Regions from separate parts of the Zea mays genome. Here all the other regions are linked to region 1. The links are chromatin contacts, called in public Hi-C maps. All regions are on one chromosome and are shown on one strand. The core of a region is the stretch at or near the end of the contact, and the rest is flanking DNA. Distances in the headings are between cores, read along the strand shown. Region 1 holds the start of LOC100272255 (ribosomal protein13). Region 2 holds the start of LOC100191663. Region 3 holds the start of LOC103653125 (cation/H(+) antiporter 15).

Evidence for each region. A called contact is a pair of places that touch in the nucleus more often than the background predicts.
Region 2: a contact with region 1 is called in a Hi-C map of tassel, with 2.5 times the contacts expected there. The contact joins the promoter of LOC100191663 here to the promoter of LOC100272255 in region 1. A contact is called at or near these places in 2 of 25 Hi-C or Micro-C datasets (ear and tassel).
Region 3: a Hi-C map of ear shows a contact between it and region 1, with 3 times the contacts expected there. The contact joins the promoter of LOC103653125 here to the promoter of LOC100272255 in region 1. A contact is called at or near these places in 2 of 25 Hi-C or Micro-C datasets (ear and tassel).

The regions. Positions count from the first base shown.
Region 1 is chr4:39,781,506-39,785,677 of Zm-B73-REFERENCE-NAM-5.0, forward strand. It overlaps LOC100272255 (ribosomal protein13), which reads left to right and starts at 1,787. Exons shown (of 5, transcript NM_001374568.1): 1 at 1,787-1,924; 2 at 2,021-2,093; 3 at 2,201-2,339; 4 at 2,578-2,764; 5 at 3,619-4,095. The coding sequence starts at 1,902. The coding sequence ends at 3,652.
Region 2 is chr4:40,226,606-40,230,777 of Zm-B73-REFERENCE-NAM-5.0, forward strand. It overlaps LOC100191663, which reads right to left and starts at 2,409. Exons shown (of 10, transcript NM_001137092.1): 1 at 2,368-2,409; 2 at 2,209-2,226; 3 at 1,649-2,068; 4 at 1,426-1,542; 5 at 1,166-1,306; 6 at 904-1,083; 7 at 5-209. The coding sequence starts at 2,047.
Region 3 is chr4:39,435,223-39,439,394 of Zm-B73-REFERENCE-NAM-5.0, forward strand. It overlaps LOC103653125 (cation/H(+) antiporter 15), which reads right to left and starts at 2,369. Exons shown (of 1, transcript XM_008680088.3): 1 at 1-2,369. The coding sequence starts at 2,366.

The DNA.
Region 1 (4,172 bases), core at 537-3,036:
CGATCGTTGTACGCCTTCGATCGTCTGGCACACCGACTCGCCCGAGGCCATAGCTCGCCCGAGACCACACCTCACCCGAGGCCACAACTCTCTAGAGGCATTCACGACTCACCCCGAGGTAGTCACGACTTGCCCGAGGCAGTCACGATTCGCCCGAGGTCAACTTCGGGCGGGATACGCAGTTTCGATTCGCCCCGAAACCAACCATGACAGGAGACATAGTTTTGATTCGCCCGAGACCAATCTCGGCGAGAGACGCAATTCCGATTCGACCGAAGCCAACCTCGGCGGGAGACACGGTTCCGATTCGCCCGAGATCGACCTTGGCGGGAGATGTAGTCACGGTTCGCTCGAGCGCATCTCCGACTTGTTCGAGCGCAGTCACGACTCGCCCGAGCGCATCTCCGACTCGTCCGAGCGCAGTCATGATTCGCCCGAGCGCGTCTCGGGTGACTGTCCTGTGAGGCCGAGACTGGCCATACTTAGCCAAAATTCTTTACTATATGTTGGCTCGACTTGAGAAGTTCCCTAATACTTAGATGAACATTGTTAGCACCTAAAACAAATGACTAAGTGCTAGAAACATACCTTTATCTTTTTTATTCATAGAGGTTTGCAATATGTCCAATTTCAAGCCCAAAAGTGCTTTCTTATTTTCCTTAATCTTTTGGACTTGATTGTTTCAATTTGCTTTATAAACACTTGTGCTCATGCTCATAAGAGGAGTTTTAGTTCTGAGTAATGTGTTGAGCATTTAATCACCAAAATAATTGGAAATGGCCCACCCTTTCACCATCTCTGTGCCGCACCGACCCCTGCCCGTCGTAGCCTAGGTCTCGGCGCGACTCATCATGTTGCGGGGCCTGTAGGCGGCCATGACACTTAGACCTAGGTCAATAGGTCATGAATGGGCCACAGGCCTAGGAGCCCATAGGTTATGAGTGGGAAGTGGTCCGACTCACCCTCTGTGGCTCGGCGCTAGGCGCAGCTAATGCAGCACATCGGGTTAGTCCTGGTCCGGCATGGAATCCACCCGAGTGGCTTCCTCTAGATCCGCCGACCCCCTTTGTGTCTCTGCCTCGCCCGATCCTTGGCTCGGTGCCATGGGTTTTATACGAGGCGGGTCCTTTTCAGGGTGGACCTTTCCCACGCACTTCTACTGACTAGTGGGCCCCGGGGCCCACGATGATCATTTTCCCGACTGGGTGATAACGAGTGGGGTTTGGGTCGGGTGGACCAAAAACCTGTTTGCAATCATACCTGAGAAGTCTACATGAAACCGCCTGCTATCGCACATGCGGGTGCAATTCCAAACCCGCATATGAACTCATCGTGTTTCGGGTGGTTTTGAGGTCACCCATTTGTTTTTTACTTAGAAACAATAAATTAGCTATAAGTAATTAAGTAACAACAATAAGTGAGTTAAATCTACAAATTTTAAGTCTTCTCATGTTGAGCATGAATAAAACATTTCATTAATTATTAGCCAATTTACTTATTCAAATAACTGCTATTGTATATTATTTTTTTATAAAATAAAGAATAAATTAAATTTTGGGTGTATGTGAGTCATCATGGGTTAACCCCGTAAAACTTTAGGTCGATGCGGTGCAACCACGGGTCAAAATCTTCACCCGTGCACCGGTCGGGTTTCGGATCTATAAGTAAAATTGCTATCTCACGGTCACGGCCTAGAAGGGTAGAAGCGGTTTTTGCCATGATATCTGTCAATAATAGTATTCATAAGGGTCGAGATGAAAATCTCTCAGATAAGTTGAATAGTATCGAAAACCCTAATCCGTCTCCCTCCTATCGCACTCGCGTCTCTTTCCTATTCGCGCCGCCGCCGCTGCTGCAAGCGCCAGCTCGCCGTCGTCCGAATAGTACACTCTAACGCCGCCATGGGGCGTATGCACAGCCGCGGGTAACCCTCCTGTCCTCTTCCTCGTAGCACTGGTGGTATTGCTTCTAGTGTGGTGAATCTGTGTGCTGATGGCGGCTGCGTGGCTCCGTGACGCAGGAAGGGTATCTCGTCGTCGGCGCTGCCGTACAAGAGGACGCCTCCTACCTGGCTGAAGACCGCCGCCTCCGACGTGAGAGCCTTCTCCTCTCCTTCGACTCCATTCCATTCGGCCGTCGTCTGGTTCGTTATTGTTGGGAATGCGGATTTGGTTCGTTGACGTGTGTTGTCGCCTGGTAGGTGGAGGAGATGATCACAAAGGCAGCGAAGAAGGGACAGATGCCGTCGCAGATCGGCGTCCTGCTCCGTGACCAGCACGGTATCCCCCTTGTCAAGAGTGTCACCGGCAGCAAAATCCTCCGCATCCTCAAGGCCCATGGTGAGAATTACATTTACATCCCTATCGCTCGATTCACATGTTGCCAGTGGCGGAGCCTGATGTACATGGAGTGTGAGGCTAGCAAATCTAAAGCTTCATCAGGAAAATATACCAAGATACTGAAGCATCCTTTATAGAATTGCAAAACTAGGAGGGGCCATGGCCCTAATGAAGCTCCACCTCGGCTTGTTGGCATTTTGTGATTTGTACTGTATTCATGTTTCATGTGCTCGTGTAGGGCTGGCACCCGAAATCCCGGAGGACCTGTACTTCCTCATCAAGAAGGCGGTGGCGATAAGGAAGCACCTTGAGAGGAACAGGAAGGACAAAGACTCTAAATTCAGGCTCATTCTTGTCGAGAGCAGGATCCACCGCCTTGCCCGCTACTACAAGCGCACAAAGAAGCTTCCACCCACGTGGAAGTAGTAAGTCACTCAAACCCATGCATTGTAGTTTGTTCTTGTTTGTACTAGCATGACTACTGAAGTAAGTGGCATTAGCTTGGTTAACTTGTTAATTGTTGATCTGCTGTGTCTGGTGATCTCTACAGAGGAGATGTGTAGTATTGTAGTAATTTTTTAATGTCAGTGTATTGTTGATTGTATTCAGATGCTACTGATTGTTTGCTACCTAATCATGTAATCACTACAATTCCGTGTGTGAAGCTTGATATTATAAGGCTGGTTAAAATTATAGATGATTTGAGCCATGGTCTTTTGGTGCTGGAAGTAATTGTGAAGCTGCTAGAATTAGGTAGTGTTTGATAAAGAACACTCTTATATGAAATGCATCTGTGAGCTATATTTTGCACGGTATTGTTCCATATAGCTAGCTGTAGTATGTCCATCTTGGTGCAATTTCATAGAGTGCATAAGATGTATCCCCAGCTCCATGAGTTTGTGGACTTGCTATGTTGATGATGTTTCGGTATGCCCATATTCCATTTTGGACTAAAAGTAGAGGCTTCAATCACTTAGTTTCGCCTGCATACTCCATATCCGATGCACAGCTGGAATATGGAGGCTTGCCATGCAGGGTATTACTAGTGTGCAGTGTGTTTGTTGCCTTTGGCACGCAATAGCAATGTTATGAAAATCTGGCCCGTGTGACCAAATGAGCTGCCATCAGCATTAAGTTGTATTAATACACTGCATGGGTTAATCCCTGCATAGTTCTTGACTTCTTGTGTTATGTTGTGTGCGCCTGCGTTTCTGTCAAGTGGCTTGCTATTTTGATGCTTTTACTTGTAATGTAGCTGACAACTCTTGCTCTACTGCAGCGAGTCAACCACTGCAAGCACTCTGGTGGCCTAAGCGAGGAGCTCAGCGTACGGCGCTTGAAGCCGAGGGCATTGTTGGAAATCATTTTTATGTACCGTTTTAAGAGTTTGGAGTGAACTAGAGATGGTGAATGTCCCTCCTCTGGAGGATGCCATGGACCCTTTTTGTTTACATAGAACTGCCCTGCTGTTAAACTTTTGCTACTTGGCGAAGGCAGTTGATTGCTTGCCTCCATTAACACCTGCTATGCGAGAAGCTTTTAGCCTTGGGCTGTCGGGCAGAGGGACTCCTAAATGTATGATGTCAAAAGCGCACCCCTAGATCTGTCAGTTGCTTCGTATACATGTACGTGGCTGTGTAGCTTGTGCCTGCAGCAGTGTTCGTGTGACATCATCCAGGGCAGGACCTTTCCGTTGGACACCCCTGACATGATCAACAGTATTTAAAAGCCATGTTGCGGCCTATGAGCCTGTTTATTTCGGTTTCTGTCCGGATTCTTGATGTCAGAATCAGTTACTGGTAGCCAAACGTTTTGCTTCTCAGCCTATTTATC
Region 2 (4,172 bases), core at 1,159-3,658, 450 kb after region 1:
TTACCATCGATTTCATATTTTTCACTTCCTTTAACTGCCTTCAATGCACTTGATCTTTCTGCAAAGTGAACAAAGCCAAAGTCTCTCTTATGACCAGCCTTGGCAGGAGGCAGAACGATTTTTGTGACCTCTCCATGTTTGTCAAACAGGTCCTTTATCTTCTCTTTAGAAACATTTTCAGGTAGGTTCTTCACATATATAGTCTTCACCTGAGTAATTGTAGCAAATATTCAAATCCTCAGTCAACAGAGAAGGGCAATTTCTGCATACAAAAATTTAGAAGCAAAGATTGCTCTAAAGAAACAGGATACTCATCTAATGAGTATACAGCTAGCACATGTTGAAATAATGACAAGTCAATTAATGTATATTACCAAGTAAGTCTAACAATCAACAAAAGTATTTTGCATAGCCAATCCCCAAGAATCCACATTACACACACAGCAGTTCAAAGATAAGCTGACTAGTTCACCGAGGCAGAACATGCCATCATACCAATTTATAGCTATCAATCTAGGAGAAGATTAGGCATTAGAAACATGCCCACATAGCACTCAGTTCTTCATACAACACCATAAACTCAGGCCTGATTTAGAAAAGGCACTAAACCTTTTACCAAAATATCAAAGTGCAAAATGACTAATCAGCAAATACAACTATTAAGCCCCAAATATTTAATACTTCTTTTGTTTTTTTCATTTTTCAGTGGCCACATCCTGTTCCTAACAGATTATGACAGAAGAAAAAGGCAAACAGGGATTCATTTACATCAAATTGCCAATTCATCTAGGACGGTAGGAAACAGACTTGCACAAGCCTATCATTGCAAAACCAAAAGGCCTAAAAATTGAAATATAACAATACAATAGAATTTGAATTTGAATTTTTAGCCCAAATGTCTACCTGAGCAGCTGCAGATGAAGCATCTGTTGAACCCTTAGGTTCAGCCCAACTAACAGTCAACTGGCTCCCATCAACCTTGAAGTTTGGAGATGAAAGTTTCTGCCTGGCATAGTCTGCGCAGGCATGGTTGTAATACTCAACAAAGAGGAAGCCACGGTTACGGTTTGGGTCATGCTGATCCTGTGCAAACAGCATCTCAATATTAGTGAATCTGGAACTTGTGGTGTACAAACGAAAACAAGCACGAAACCACAAAGCACACCTTAAACATCTCAATGTTGATAACACCTGGACCCTTCCCCTTGATAGTGTTGGTAAGCTCCTCCTCGCTCAGCCCCTTGGGCACATTCCCAACAAACAGCCTGTGCTTTGCCTGCGACAGAGAGCACCGCAAAGTCCTCCCCTACAGCACCAAAAACCATCGGATATAAGCACATTGCGCAGAACACATGACAGAATGTGGAAACCCAGTGTTAGGTAGAACAATCAGCAGCTCAGAAGGTCGCCAAAATTAGTAGCTACCTTGAACTCCCTGTCTTGCACATCCTCGATGGCGCGCTGCGCAGCCTCCTTGTCCATGAAGGTGACAAAGGCGAACCCCTTGTTCTCCTTTGTGTCCTTATCCTTGGTCAACCTCACCTGCCATTCCATTGACCCCCACAGAGACCCACATTACAACCCTCATGCATGTAACAAGCTGATGGTAAGAGGAAACGGCAGGGTTCGTGTGTCGCGTGAAACTGACCTCATATATTTCTCCCAACGGCTCGCACAGCTCACGGAGGTCCTCCTCCGTGATGTCGCGGGGCAGGCCACCAATGAAGACCTCAGAGCCATGGGGCGGCAGGGCGAGCATGTCATCCCACTTGCTCCTCTCCTCCTCGTCCTCGGGCCCGCCACCGGCGACGTCGGGCCCCTTGCCCGTGTCATCCCCGCCTTTACTTCCGGCCGGCTCCGGCTCCATCCCGGCGTCGTCGTCGGCGTCGCCGTGGCGCTCGTCATTGTCGTCATCCTCCTCGGGCTCCTCCGAGTCGTCCCGGCTTCCGCGGCGACGGTACCCGGCGTCGTCGTCGTCCATGCCGTCGTCGTCCCCCTCCAGGTCCACCTGCTCCTCCGGCTCCTCCGACGGCTGCCGATCCGACATCGCCGACAGCAAACCCTAACCCTAGACCAGGCAAAGAGGTCAAAAAAATCATCACAAAAAAAATACACAGGGGAACTCGCGTCGGGCGGACGGAATCGCGCGGGCGCGCTGCGGATCTGGGAGAGGGGGTCGGGAAACCGGGGCTCGTGTTCGCTCGTTACCTTTGCGCCGGAAAAAACCTACGCGCGGCATGATTGATCGATTGAAACAGGAGCAAGCAGTAGTAGTATAGAGATTAGTAGCAGTGGAGCAATTCGATTCAGTCGCAGCAGCAGAAGGAATTGGAGGAGGGAGATCGAGGGGGGAGGCGGGGTGCTTACTGGAGTGTGGAGGTGGTGTGGGTTGGGGAATTTGGCTTTTGGGGGCCGCCTCCGCCAGCAGGTGAGAGACTCAGCAGGGCTGTCCGCCAGCCTCGCGGGGAGCCTTTATAGCGGCCGGTAGGGCGTCCCTGTCGGCACCGCTGCTCGTTGCTCCGTCTTCAGATCCAACGGTAGGGAAGGATGCAAGGGATGCCCTGCCGTACAGTAACATCAACTTTGTGTTTGATGCGCTACATAAACATGACAAGCAATTGTTTGTTGAACCTTTTGTCATCTGTTTTTGTTCCTCGAGATAGGAATATGATATGTATGATTGTGTTTTCGTGATTACGTATTCTGCTGTCTTGTGTTTTTAGTCTACCAAGCATACATTGAAAAACTATCAAACATCATTTAATTCATGTTTCTAATTGATCGTTTCTTCAAAATTTCATATCTGGGATTTATTTTATAATGACTATAACATCTATAATATAAGATAATATTAAGAGCATCTTTTAAAGCATCCAATTTTTAAGAATCTATAGTAGTTTCAAATATACCAATTTATGTCCTAATTTATAGAAACCGGATTTTCAATTTCTTAAAAACCAACTCCCTCGATAAAATCAGCTTTTGTTTCTTTAGTTACATCATGCCCTTATTGGTTTTATGGAACTTACATCTATTGACATCGCTTTTTAAAATAGAGGAATAGTATGCTAATAATTATGGATCAAAAACAATTAGAAACACGGTTTCAAACACCCTACACAACTTTTTTTTTCTTAAACTGGTTTCTGAAAACTCACGATAGAAAGTGTTTTTTAATAACATGCTTCCAAACAAGGCCTACACAATAGTTACAGTCTTTTTATTAAAGACAACAATAAGTTATTGCTGGTGTGTCAATGATTGATTTATGAGTCGATGATAATGGCAATTTTCATCGATGATCCTAGACATACATTTATATTTAGTCTAGGTTAGACAATAAGCTAATCAAGATTTAGTTAATAGTTTGATTAGTCACAGCACCGCTTGATTTAGATTTTAATAAAAAATATTTTTCCAATCAAAACAGCATAAACAATTTGGTAATCAAAATCTTTTGGCATCTTGCCGTATCTGGCCGTCAGAGTCAACTTGTGGCAGTGAAAAGTTAGTTTTTTCATCCGTTTTTTAAAACCTTAAGGGCTAGTTTGGAAACCTCATTTCTCACGGGATTTTCATTTTTTCAAGAAAAATTAGTTTTTCTTTGGGAAAACGTAGTTCCCAAACTAGCCCTAAAAACTGCTTAAATCAATGTGAATCCAGAATCTAACGAGTCGTCGCAATGATGGAAATCCACAGCTTCCTAAACCTAAACCATGGAGACCTCTTCCTCCTCATCTTCATCGCGCGTAAGTCCCGGCGATATCCAGATTCTCATAATAGCTAAATTATCCAGGAACCCAAATTCTCATAAAAGAGCTATCCCAAACAAGCCCTAAGTCAATAACGTTGACTTCCCATCAGCTCTTGCCTTAATTTTTATAGTTGCTATTACCCGAAACCACAATCATGGAAATGTTTGCTCGCTTATCAGAGCAGAGTTTTGTTCCCGAGTCAGTCTCTTGGTCAAGCTCAAGAGGTACGATGCTAACGTGTATATTTTAAATCTAGGACATCTATTTTGCATCTAATGGTAGGAGCTAATTTTACAAAGAATCACTCCTGGCCTGCGAGAGAGGTGAAGGTGATATTTATAAAATTGGTGTTGTCGTTAGAAACAAAATGACCCATGTTTAAATATACACATGAGTATTGTACCCCATTAAACACTA
Region 3 (4,172 bases), core at 1,119-3,618, 350 kb before region 1:
GACGTGAGCAGGTCCCCGAGGACGCCGAGCTCCAGGTGCTCGCTCCAGTCCGATATGCCGACCGTTAGCGGTGACTTGGGGCCGTCCGCTCGCCGGCCGACGATCAGCAGGTCCGACGCCGGGCTAGACTTCCGGATGGTGTCCACCATCTCGTCGGAGCTACAGACCAGGTTCTCGCTGTAGGCGACGCGGTGGCCGTCGACCCAACGGCGGACGTACTCCTGCAGCGCCTCCTCGTCGAGCCGGTCCTCCTCGGGGTCGCCGCCCTTGCGCCACTCCGGCGGCGGCAGGAACCGGAAGACGGTGAGGCCGATGGGCGCGTCCTCGGCCATGTGCGTGGCGAGCGCGAGCGCCTCCCGGTCGTCCGGCCCGCCGAGGAAGTAGAGCGCGACGCGGTGAGGGAAGCCGTCGGCGTCGGCTGTGGCCGCGGGGCCCCCGGCCACGGCGGACGATGCGACGGAGAGGCTGCCCCGGTCGACGAGGATGGCGACGGAGCAGGGGGAGTAGTGGAGCACGTTGACGTTGGCGGCCTGGACGGAGCCGGCGCTGGCCGTCGTGTTCTCGACGGAGCCGTCGATGGCGAGGCGCTGGTGGAAGGGCACGACGATGAGCATGGCGCGCTTCTCGAGCGCCACGGCGCAGACGTCGTCGTGCATGGTGGCGTAGGGCGCGATGCAGACGTAGGGGAGCAGCGACGCGGACCCCACGGGCCGCTGCTGCACGAAGTACTGGAAGGCGTTGACGATGCGCCCCGAGTCGGTGCCCCCAGACGGCACGCAGTTCCGGTCGCCGTACTTGAAGGCGCGGAGCACGGAGCTGGTGAGCCCCACGAGCGGCGTGAGGTGGAGGAGGTAGACGGAGACGGGCGACACGGGCGACGGGCTGGCGGCGTCCAGCAGCGCCAGCATGGGCGCCACGTCCGCCTGCGAGTGCACGCACGCCAGCATCCGCAGCTCGTCGCCCAGCTTCTTGTGCTGCACCGTGCGCCGCCGGTACGCCACGTACTTCTCCTCCGGGTGGTACAGGTGCTTGACCAGCGACGACGTGGCGGCGCCCAGCAGCAGGATGTTGAGCATGAAGGCGGCGTACACCTGCTCGTCGAAGATGTCCGAGTCCACGAACGCCGAGGCGTAGGCGACCTCGGTGATGCCCTTGAAGTTCATCATGAGGCCGACGATGAAGGCCTCCCGGGGCGACATCCCGCAGTAGATGCAGGGCAGCATGCAGGCCGCCTGCTTGGCGGCGACGCCGACGAGGAGGAAGATCTCGAGGAGGAGGCACGTGGAGGCGTCGGTGATCTTGAAGACGTCCAGCCTGAGGCCGCCCTGCGCGAAGAGCAGCGGCATGAGCACCCCGGCGACGAGGCGGTCGAGGCGCTCCTCGAGGGTGACCCCGAGCGGGGCGCCGCCGGGGAGCATGAGACCCAGCATGAAGGGCCCGTAGGTGGCGTGCAGGCCCAGGACCTCGCTGGCGAAGCTGCAGACGATGGTGATGAGCAGCACGGCGACGAGGCGCGCCTCGGAGAGGAGGCCTCCCTCGGGGACGTCGCGCATGAGGCGCAGGATGGCCGGGCGCGCCACGTAGGTCAGGAAGCCTATGAAGATGGCGAAGATGACGAGCGACAGGAAGCCGATCCGCTGGACCCTCTCCAAGGGGCTGGACGCGAGGAGGTAGGACGTGATGCCCGCGACAAAGATGGTGTTGGCGAAGTCGCCGATGAGCGCCGCGGACATAGCGAGGCGCCCCAGCTTGGAGGAGAGGAGGTTGAGGTCGCCCAGCGTGGAGCAGACGACGATGAAGGCCGAGAGCGACCACCACACGTTGAGGTTGGTGAGCATGAAGTTGGCCTTCCACGGCGCCGGCACGCGCGCCCCGAGCGCGGCGGCGGCGGCGTACATGGCCATGTGCGGCCCGATGGCGCCGAAGAAGGCGATGGCCACGGCCTTCTTCCCGGACTTGACGATCATCCCCAGGTCCGTCTTCACGCCGATAACAAAGATCTGCAGTGTGAAGGCGTACGCGCCGACCGTGTTGAGCTGCAGCCACCCCTCCGGCGTCGCGAAGGGCGCGCTGGCGTTCGGGAGCACCCGGCCCAGGAGCGACGGGCCGAGCAGCGCGCCGGCCACGATCTGGGAGATGACGAGGGGCACGTTGGCGCGGCCGAGCAGGGCGTGCACGGCGCGGGAGAGCGCGAAGACGGCGCAGACATGGTAGAGGAGGAGCGGGAAGTAGAACTTGAGCGGGTCGTCGCCGGCGAAGACGCCAGAGGAGGTGGCGACTGAGTCGTTGAGCGGGAAGCAGAAGATGCTCTTGTTGACGGTGACCTCCGCAAGCAGTTGCGGACCGGGCGGCGCCTCACGCGACATGGGCGGCGGGGCCGGGGCTCGGGGCTCGCTCGGGAGGACGATGAGTGCAGCCGTGCAGGGAACGATGGGTAGGGGCGCACCGGGAATGCATGCAAATCTTTACTAAAAATAAAGCAGCAGTCGTGCGTCGCTCCTTCTTCACCCACGCGTTGCAAGAAAGACTGTCCCGCGTTTGGATTCACATGCAACCCCGCCTGCCCCGCGCGTTTGGATCCTTCACCCGCGCGTTTGGATTAGCACGCAAGTGTCTAGTCTTTCAATAGGTTTTGATGATTTAAATGATAATGTATTTAGGGGGCTGTTTGGTTTGCTACTTAAGCGCAACAACGTACACAACTTTTATATTTATACTTAGTTATTTAATTCAAGCGACTAAGGTTAAGCAAATTCTTGCGCTTTATGTAGGAAATCAAACATGCCTGAAATAGGATTGATGAGTTTGCTAAGTGTTTCACTATAAATGAAGCAATCATGATTGAAAATAATTAAGAGACAAGATTTGATATGGGATATCTCATATACAAGGATTGCTTAAGATAGAAGAAGCAAGTACTTGCATTTAGTTGAAGAAATAGTCAAGCTCAAGAGAAGTCATACAAGGATGAATGATCTATCATGAAGTGAAAATGGTAAGAGATGGATGGGCACTGATTAAGTTGGTTTTCAGTATGATGTGACTTGGAGGCAATTTGATAGGGTGAAGACACGTAAGGAAAGAGCTTCGAGAGACTAAGCAAATGTGAAGGTCAAGCAACTTAGAGGATAAGTCGAAGCCTATGAGATGACTTAGAATGTTTGGAATAACTTAAGAAACATATGTCTAAGTCATGCAAGTGCCCAAGAGATGAGTCAAGTGAAGACAAAGAAGTTGTGCCCAAAACTAGACTAAGTTTGGTTGATGAGTAGGCACCGAACTCAGTACGCAGAGAGGTTGTTTTGGGCTACAGTGGCTTGGTGCACTGGATCGAGGTATGGTGTGCATTGAACTGGTTACTGAAAGTCGCCTAGATGGGGGTGAATAGGGCGAATCTGAAATTTACAAACTTTAAGCACAATTACAAGCCGAGGTTAGCGTTAGAAATATAAACGAGTCCGAAAGAGAGGGCGAAAATAAATCACGAGCAAATGAAGAGTGAGACACGGTGATTTGTTTTACCGAGGTTCGGTTCTTGCAAACCTACTCCTCGTTGAGGTGGTCACAAAGACCGGGTCTCTTTCAACCCTTTCCCTCTCTCAAACGGTCACTTAGACCGAGTGAGCTTCTCTTCTCAATCAAACGGGACACTATGTCCCCACAAGGACCACCACACAACTGGTGTCTCTTGCCTCGGTTACAATTGAGTTGGAATCAAGAAAGAATGAAGAAAAAAGCAATCCAAGCGCAAGAGCTCAAATGAACACAAGTATCTCTCTCTCACTAGTCACTATTTGATTGGAATTTTCTTTGGACTTGGGAGAGGATTTGATCTCTTGTTTGTGTCTTGTATTGAATGCTATAGCTCTTGTATGAGGTGTGAAGGCTGAAAACTTGGATGCAATGAATGGTGGGTGGTTGGGGGTATTTATAGCCCCAACCACCAAAGGAGCCGTTGGTTGAGGCTGCTGTCGCATGGCGCACCGGACAGTCCGGTGCGCCAGCCACGTCACCCGTCCGTTGGATTCTGACCGTTGGAGCTTCTGACATCTGGGCCACCGAACAGTTCGGTGGTGCACCGGACAGTCACGGTTCACTGTCCGTGCGCCTTCTGGCTCTGCTCTGACTTCTGCGCGCACTGTAGCACATTAACTGCTGTTGTAGACGACCGT